Linked DNA regions of Macaca mulatta: region 2 is linked to region 1. The links are chromatin contacts, called in public Hi-C maps. All regions are on one chromosome and are shown on one strand. Each heading gives the region's core, a stretch centred on a gene start, on an enhancer-like site or on the middle of the called end of the contact. The rest is flanking DNA. Distances are from core to core; before and after follow the strand shown. Region 1 has its middle 35 kb from the start of MFNG. Region 2 overlaps RAC2 (Rac family small GTPase 2).

Region 1 (4,363 bases), core at 729-3,228:
GGTCTATCCCCACAATGGAGTTCCACTCAGCGATAAAAAAGGATCGATTCCTGACATACAAACCACAACCCAGATGAATCTCACAAGGCTTATGCTAAGTCCAAGAAGCAAGAGAACGCACTTTATGAATCTATTTGAGGTATAAGAACAGGAAAAAACAATTTCTAGCAATAAGGGTTAAAAAAGTGGTTACCTTTGTGGAATGGGAGGTCAGTGACTGGGAAGGGACACAAAAGGGACCTTTTGGGGGTTTTGTTTTCATTTTTTGTTTTTTTTGAGGTGGAGTTTCCTTCTTGTTGCCCAGGCTGGAGTGCAATGGTGGGATCTCGGCTCACTGCAACCTCTGCCTCCTGGGTTCAAGCGATTCTCCTACTTCAGCCTCCCGAGTAGCTGGGATTACAGACGCCCAGCTAATTTTTTGTATTTTTAGTAGAGATGGGGTTTCACCATGTTGGCCAGGCTGGTCTTGAACTCCTAACCTCAGGTGAGCCACCTGCCTCAGCCTCTAAAAGTGCTGGGATTATAGGCGTGAGCCACCACGCCTGGCCAAAAAGGACCTTTTTGGAAAGCTGGGCATGTTTGATAAATGTATGTATATCAACAAACTAAACACTTAAAACTCATGCACTTTCTTTGCGTTTCTGTATGTAAACTATACTCAGTTTTTTTAAGTTAAAGTAAAAAAGAAAAGGTACCACATTAGGAAATGCACTCAGGCCATCCCCAACCCCCTCAGGAATGAAGGACGCAGGGACCCAGCCCAGCTCTGCCACCATGTACCTTTCACCTCATTCTTTAGCCTCCCTCAGCCTCTGCACCTGCACAGTCTTCCCATCTGTAAAATGGGGATGATAATCTCTGCCCACCCTACCCAATGTGGAGAGGACCAATGGGAAAATGGAGGTGAATGTTCCTTCCTGATTAAATGTCCCCTCTCATTGTCACAACCCTTGTGACGCTCTCCCAGGGCCCAGCAGAAAGGGTGAGGAGCCAGGAGCATGGGCTTGGTCACTGGCCCTGCCGCAGAACCTCAGGAGGCCGTTCCAGGCGGCCTGCCATCTGCAGGTCACCACATCTGCAAGACCCTGTGGTGCCTCTATCCCGCCCTCCCAGATGGGCCACCCAGACCTCCCAACTCAGAGCGATGCCTGCAGTGCCAGATGACTATACTGCCACTATCGCCACAGTTCCTCTCGGAACATATCTGCAAGGCACAGCCCCATGCCTGGCAGCCTTCTCCTTCTCTCCTTAGACCCCTTCATGACTGTCCACAGAACCTCCCTCCCCAAGGCTGGAACTGCCACAGGATACTAAGGGAGAAATAAAACCCCGAACTCACAATCAGCTGACGGGGCGGGTTTCCGGTGCTTGCCTGTGGGACTCCTTTCCCCTCACCTGTCTGGCTGTTTGGGCTGAAACGGTCACAGCGCTTGGACAAATAGACAGGTTGCACCTTGGGATGCACAGGAGTCTACCACGTGCTGTGGCACAGACTGTGGGGTGCCCCTACCATATCCTGTCTCCCACTTGCCTTTGCAACAAACACTTGGATGGCAATGTGCCTGGCCAAAAGGTTCTGTTTCTCAGCCTCCCTTGCGGCTAGGAGCGGCCAATGAGGGCCAAGTGTAAGTTATCAGGTAGGACAGAAGGCAACATTGGGCCAGTGTGTGCCCACTCCCTGCTGAAAGTTAGATGTGATGATGGAGGCCCAGCAGCCATCTTGGATCATGAGGTGACCTTGAGGATGGAAGCTGGCTGCTAAGGCGGGTGGGACTGAAGAGAGGAGCCTGGGTCCCCAAAAACACCATTGGGGCCCCCACCAACCCAGGACGTCTACCCCCTGACCTGTGTTAGGTGAGAGAGTGGGAAGTCTGGATATGGTTTAAACCAGTCTTATCAATATTTCCAGCCTCTGCTCAGCAATGGGAAATAAGCCCTGACTGATACACAAACCCTGTGAGGTAGGTATTGCTGTGCCCCTGCCTCTCACACCCCCGTTTTACAGATGCACCCCCAGCCTCCCTGCCTCCCTCTATGATGTCCGCGATGCCCAAAAGACCAGTGTTCCATTCCCAGTCCCGAGACGCTGTGAGTCAGCCTCTGCTGGACCTGGAGCAGGTCTCACGGCTGCAATGTCAACGGTGCTCCATGCAGACGGCTGCGGCTCGAGCTGGTGATACGAGCGCTGTTGAGAAAGCAAAGTGCTGTCATGGAGAGCGTGCCCTGCTGTAGAGATCAAGGGGAAGCTGGAGAATATTTACAAACCACAGAGAACAGACACACGAAGCGAATACCAGTTGGGTATAGTAAAAGCCTCTTTTAAACCTGTCCTCCTCTTTCTCTGCCGTGTGAAATCAAGTTATTGGCAAGAAGCTCTCCGGTAAGACTAAGGTTTGCGGTTCTGCTGCAGGAAACACCGTGAATTCCACCCCGTGACCATGTGTGGGGCTGCCCTGCAATGCGGGGCACAGTGGCTGGGTACTTGGCAAGGACCCTAGACAGCCTGGGCTCACATCCCTGCTCCGTGAACTGGTTAATCTCAGAGCAAATTACTTCACTTCTTTGTGCCTTAGTTTCTTCATCTGTGAAATGGGCAACAGAGGGCGGCTGATCTGGGAAGAGCTGCTACACAGGAGAGGATATTAAGGATCAGCACCATTCTCAGGTGCACGGTGAGAACCTAATTTCCTTATTGTCTGTTTGTTATAGGAAACTGAATTTACTCACCAGTGTTGGAACATTCCATCCGCTGAGTCACACTCACTTCTCTTATCATCATTAACCCCACGTAGGGGCTCCTGGCGCCAGGAGGAGCCACCCAAAGCTCTTCGTCTTGGTGAGGCTGATGCAAGTAAAAATAAGTGGTGATTATAAGTGATTCATTTGTCAAACGCAAGGTCAAGGGTCCCAATTTGTACATGTCACTAAGGCAGCATCAAGAAGCTCCCCACATCCCAAACTGTCTCCCCTCTGACACTAGTGGAAATTTCACCATCAGAGCCAGAGAACTCCGAGGAGGAGAAGCAATTTCAGAGCACAGCGCCTTAGAGTAAATGCACATATCGAGGTCAGCTGTGGCGGGGTCGGGGCGGGGCGGGGGGTGTGAATCATGGCAAGGAAAGGGAAGGAAGGCCACGGGCAAGTATTTGGACCCTCTCAGGGTGGTTGAGGATTCCGCAGTGACTAAAGGCGTGCGTGCGCGCGCGCACACACACACACACACACACACACACACACACACACACACACACGCTGGTAATCGCTTTACCCCAGTAGTAGAGGCTTAAGCCTCTATCTAGGCTAGCCCCACCCCCACCCCCAGCTGCATTAGCCACCTCTGTCCCAAGGCAGGATCCCCAGAGGTTCAGCAAGGAAACCCTGCAGGGCTGGAAGCCGAATGCAGCCACCAGTGGTCACACACAACTCACACGCATACACACTCATGCACTCATACACACAGACAACACACTAGACTCAGACACCCACCGAGCTGTCCTCCCAAAGTAGTGACAAATCCAGAGAGATGTCCACAGAATTGTCCTATCCCAGAGAAAGTCACAGAAACACAAGAAGCTGGGCACCGAGATGCTCATACTCTGCCCCCGGGATCTCTCTGACTGGGTGCCCCCATTCCTGCCCCTGGATAGACATTCTGCCCCCGGGAGCCAACCCCAGTCAGGGTTTCTTCTCCCCACCTCTCCTTTCCCAGGTACGCAGGCCCCCAGTACCTTTTCGCCTCCCATACCTCCATTCGTGCCCCTCCTCGCCCAGGGACTGTGAGAACCCAAGAACAAGGACAGTCTGTCATTTTCCTGCGACCTCCCCAGCCCCCATGGCAGGAGCCGCAAACCTCCCCCAACCCTTCTCAGGGTTCACGCCTCATTCCAGCTCCTCAGAGAAGCTGGTGGCTCTTATTTTCCAGTGAGTGCGTGAAAATACAGATTAGACCAATTAGGGAAAAGCCATCAGAGGGCAAGGCCAGAACCACCACTGCACCTAATCGTCAGGTCCAGCAAGGCACGATGAGGCAGAGTCACAGATTACAAGTGCACACAAATTCCGGAGCAGGAAGGGGGTGGCAGGAGGGGAGCGGGCGAGCTCCATTTTAGATTCCCTTGTTTTTGTTTAGATGGCTCTCCCCTATTGGCAACACACTTCCGCGTTCATGCTCCCAGGAGAAGCAGGTAGGGTGGGAATGATTTCAGTCCCATCTTGCAGAAGGGGAACATGAGGCCCAAGGGACTGGTAAAGGACAGTTGCAGAAGGCCCAGGCCACCTGGACTGGCCTTCTCCTGGCTGGGCTGGAGGTGGGATTAAGGGGGCCAGTCCCCAGGAGAGCCCCCATTGGCCCAAAGTCCTGCTC
Region 2 (4,363 bases), core at 632-3,131, 190 kb before region 1:
GCAGCAAGAAGACAGCTGCTTTCCAGATCTCATGGGAGCAAATCTCATTGGTAGGATCTAATTCACCTCCAGAATCATAGCTGCAAGGGATCCGGGAGAAAGGGTGGCTTTAGCTTGCTAACCTCTGCAGTATAGGAGGGTGGGGCAGGGGTAGAATGGAAGGTGAGTGAGTCAACCATGGGCTCTAGCCCACTCCTACCCTGCCTCTCTGCATCACTTGGCTAGGGCCACTCCCTCCCTTTTTCAATACTTTTCCAGTCCTCTCCTTGCACTGGTTTGGGCTCCTATACCTCACTCCATGTGTCAGCACACTTATACTCCACTGCCGACAAGCAGCAGGGCTTGCACAGGCAGGGGTTAGTTGATCTCACTCAGTAGGGTGTCAGGAAGCAGCCAGGGACTGGAGCCACAGCCCAGCAGTACTGTCAGAAACCTGGGCCCTTCTGTGTTTTGGTTCCATCACCCTCAGCACTTGCTCTGCCCCTCATGCTTACTGTTGAGAGCTACAAGTTGGCTGCACCTACCAGCCTCACACCCACTTTCCAAGCAGCAGGGAAGGAGGCCAAACACTGACTTCTCCTCATGAGAATTTCCTTTTATTCAGGAAGGGCCACCCTCTACAGGCATCCTGGTTGGCCAGAAAGGTCACATGGCCATCCTTGGCCGCAAAGGAGGCTGGGAAATAACAATTTAGCTTTTACAGACTCTGTAGTCAGTAGAGGAAGGAGAGGGAGTTGAGAATAGCTGTTGAGTGAGCCTACCCTCAACCATCAGCATCCCTGTCCGGGGCCTCTGTAACAGCCTCCTAACAGGCCTGTCTGCATTTAATCTGTCCATCAAGTCCTTCCTTCACATGACAGCCAGAGTGACCTTTCTAAACTGCAAATCAGGGCTCACCTTGGTTCCTGGTTCTCAGCTCCCCACCATCTGGCATGTGACCCAGATGGGCTGCACTGAGAAGCACTTGGGACAAGGCATTGAAAGACCCCTCGGTGGCATCTGGCACAAGAGACATTTCCCACCAAGGAGGGTTTCTTCTTACCTATTGCCAATCCAAAAAAAATAAGAAGAGTAAATGGTGTTCTGGCATTCAGAGCCTCTCACCACCTGGCTCCCATTTCTCTTTTTTTTTTTTTTTTCTTTTTTTTTGAAACAGTCTTACTCTATGGCCTGGCTGGAGTGCAGTGGTGAGATCTCAGCTCACGGCAACCTCCACCTCCCAGGTTCAAGCGATTCTCCTGCCTGGGACTCCCAAGTAGCTGGGATTACAGGGGCGCGCCACCACACCCAGCTAATTTTTCTGTGTTTAGTAGAGACGGGGTTTCACCATGTTGGCCAGGTTGGTCTCAAACTCTTGACCTCAGATGATCCGCTGACCTCAGCCTCTCAAAGTGCTGGGATTACAGGTGTGGGCACCTGGCCCATTTCTCTTTTGAGGTTCATCCCCCCTGCTTCCTGCTAAAGCCACACACATACACTTACTCAGCATTAAGCGTGTGCTCCTGCCCACCACTGTACACAGAGGTCGCCCAGTCTCCACCAGCTGGTGCCCTTCCCACTTCCAAGCCAGCTCTCCTAACCCAACCCCCACACCTGACAACCCGTTCCCCAGTTCTCCCCATGTGGAATCCATCCTTACGGCTCCGGTTCATACTGCTTCAAGAACTCGTTACATGTCAGCGGAATCATCCTGGATTAGAGTGCCTGCCCCATGTGACGGGCTCCTAGGGGTCCAGCCCTGTCCCCAGCCAGAATCCAGCCCCACGGATCCCTGGGTGTTGGGGCTGAAGGACCCTCAGAGGTTCCCCTGGTTCACAGGGGAGCCCCAGGCGGTGGGTTCTCTGAGTGCCATCCCCGCGGCGACCACGCAGGGGAGCCCGCGGGCTGGCTTTGGTCACCGAGGAAACCGACGAGGGGTGGGGCAGGAGGGCCAGACCCCGCCCGGTCTCTCGGGTCTGGCTCCTCCTGTGGCCCCGGGTCTGGAGAGCTGAGAGACCTCAGGCCCACTCCCCTCGGCGGCCGCGCTCTGTGCTGACTGCCTTACATGGATTATTTCATCACATTCTGCAAAACTTCCCTTGTTTGAAAAAATGAAACAAAAACAACTTTCCCTTGAGGGAGGCATCGTCACTAACCCCTGTTGTTTGTTTTTTTTTTGTTTTTTTTTTTTTTTTGAGACGGAGTCTCGCTCTGTCGCCCAGGCTGGAGTGCAGTGGCGCGATCTCGGCTCACTGCAAGCTCCGCCTCCCGGGTTCACGCCATTCTCCTGCCTCAGCCTCCCGAGTAGCTGGGACTACAGGCGCCCACAACCGCGCCCGGCTAATTTTTTGTATTTTTAGTAGAGACGGGGTTTCACCGTGGTCTCGATCTCCTGACCTTGTGATCCGCCCGCCTCGGCCTCCCAAAGTGCTGGGATTACAGGCGTGAGCCACCGCGCCCGGCCACCCCTGTTTTTTTGTTTTTGTGTTTTTGTGTTTTTTTTGAGTCGGAGTCTCGCTCCATCACCCAGGCTGGAGTGCAGTGGTGCGATCTCTGCTCACTGCAACCTCCACCTCCCGAGTTCAAGCGATTCTCCTGTCTCAGCCTCCTGAGTAACTGGGACTACAGGCGCCCGCCACCACGCCCAGCCACCACGCCCAGCTAATTTTTGTGGTTTTAGTACAGACGGGGTTTCGCCTTGTTAACCAGAATTTTTAGTACAGATTTTGTATTTTTAGTAGAGATGGCGTTTCTCCATATTGGTCAGGCTGGTCTCGAACTCCTGACCTCAGGTGATCCACCCACCTCGGCCTCCCAAAGTGCTGGAATTACAGGCATGAGCCACCGCGCCAGGCCACTAACCCCATTTTTACAGAAAAGGAAACTGACGCCCAGAGAGGGACACTCACTACAGTGGGGCAGCCAGCAGTAACGAGGAGGAGCTGGCAGTGTCTGCCCGGCTTGGTGGCCTGATCTCAGGCCTTAGCCCCTCTGCGTGGGTCTCGCTCTGGGTGCCTCCCAGAACTTTCTAGGGGTTTTGGTGGCCTTTTTAAAAACTTTTCTATAGGGCTTCGTTTGTGTTGTTTTAATTGTAGTGAAATATACATAACAGAAAATGCACCATTTTTACCATTTGAAGTGTAAAGTTCAGTGACATTAAGTACATTCACAATGTGCAACTTTTTTAAGTTTGCAAAATTGAAACTCTAGTCCTACCCAGAGCAGTTGGGCAAGAGAAAGAAAAAACTGGCATCCACACTGGAAAGGAGGAAGTAAAATGGTCCCTTTTTGCAGATGACATGATCTTATATTTACAAAAACCCAAACACTCCATTCAAAAATGGTTAGAACTAATAAATTCAGTGAAGTTGCAAGATACAAAAGCAACATACAAAAATCGGAAATGTTTCTTTACACCGGTAAGAAGCAATTTGAAAAAGAAGAAAGGAATCCCATTTATAATAGCTGAAAAAATAATAATAAAACACTTATGAATAATTTTTTTCTTTTTTTTGAGACAAGAGTCTTGCTCTGTTGCCCAGGCTGGAGTGCAGTGGTGCGATCTCTGCTCACTGCAAGCTCCGCCTCCCAGGTTCACGCCATTCTTCTGCCTCAGCCTCCCAAGTAACTGGGACTACAGGTGCCCGCCACCATGCCTGGCTAATTTTATTATTATTATTATTATTATTATTATCATTATTATTATTTTAGTAGAGACAGGGTTTCACCATGTTAGCCAGTATGGTCTCGATCTCCTGACCTCGTGATCTGCCCACCTCGGCTTCCCAAAGTGCTGGGATTACAGGCGTGAACCACAACGCCTGGCCATGAATAAATTTAACCTAAGAGGTAAAAGAGCTCTATGATGAAAATTATAAAACCCTGCTGAGAGAAACTCAAGAGGACATCAAATCATGGAAAAATAACCCATGTTCATCAACTGGAAGAATTAAATTGTTAAAATGTCCATACCACCGAAAGGGATCTACAGATTCTATATAATCTCTACCAAAATACCAATGACATTCATCACAGAAATAGAAAAAAAAAAAACTCCTAAAATCTGTATGCAATCTGTATGGACAAAGCATTCAGGGCCCTTGAGCAAAAGCAAGAAAGCTGGAGGCATCACACTACCTGACTTCAAAATATACCACCAGGTTATAGTAACCAAAACAGCATGGTACTGGCATAAAAATAGACATATAGGCCAGGTGCAGTGGCTCGCACCCGTATTCCCAGCACTTTGGGAGGCCGAGGCAAGAGTTCACCTGAGGTCAGGAGTTCAAGACCAGCCTGGCCAACAAGGTGAAACCCCGTCTCTACTAAAAATACAAAAATCAGCCAAGCATAGTGGCTCATGCCTGTATTCCTAGCTACTCGG

The links. Hi-C and Micro-C count contacts between places; a contact is called where the count stands out from the background.
Region 2: a contact with region 1 is called in a Hi-C map of CD4 T cells, with 4 times the contacts expected there. The contact joins two enhancer-like sites. A contact is called at or near these places in 6 of 14 Hi-C or Micro-C datasets (CD4 T cells, blood, cortical neurons and 3 more).

Annotation. Positions count from the first base shown.
Region 1 is chr10:14,093,871-14,098,233 of T2T-MMU8v2.0, reverse strand. No RefSeq gene overlaps it. Among named protein-coding and RNA genes, the nearest start is that of MFNG, 35 kb to the right of the region's middle. Within about 2 kb of position 1,978, at least 4 of the 40 cell types and tissues checked have an H3K27ac peak or open chromatin away from gene starts, as enhancers often do. A contact at or near this core is called in CD4 T cells, where this site is marked.
Region 2 is chr10:14,283,444-14,287,806 of T2T-MMU8v2.0, reverse strand. The region is part of intron 3 of RAC2 (Rac family small GTPase 2); the gene reads right to left. Among named protein-coding and RNA genes, the nearest start is that of RAC2, 8.8 kb to the right of the region's middle. Within about 2 kb of position 1,881, at least 17 of the 40 cell types and tissues checked have an H3K27ac peak or open chromatin away from gene starts, as enhancers often do. A contact at or near this core is called in CD4 T cells, where this site is marked.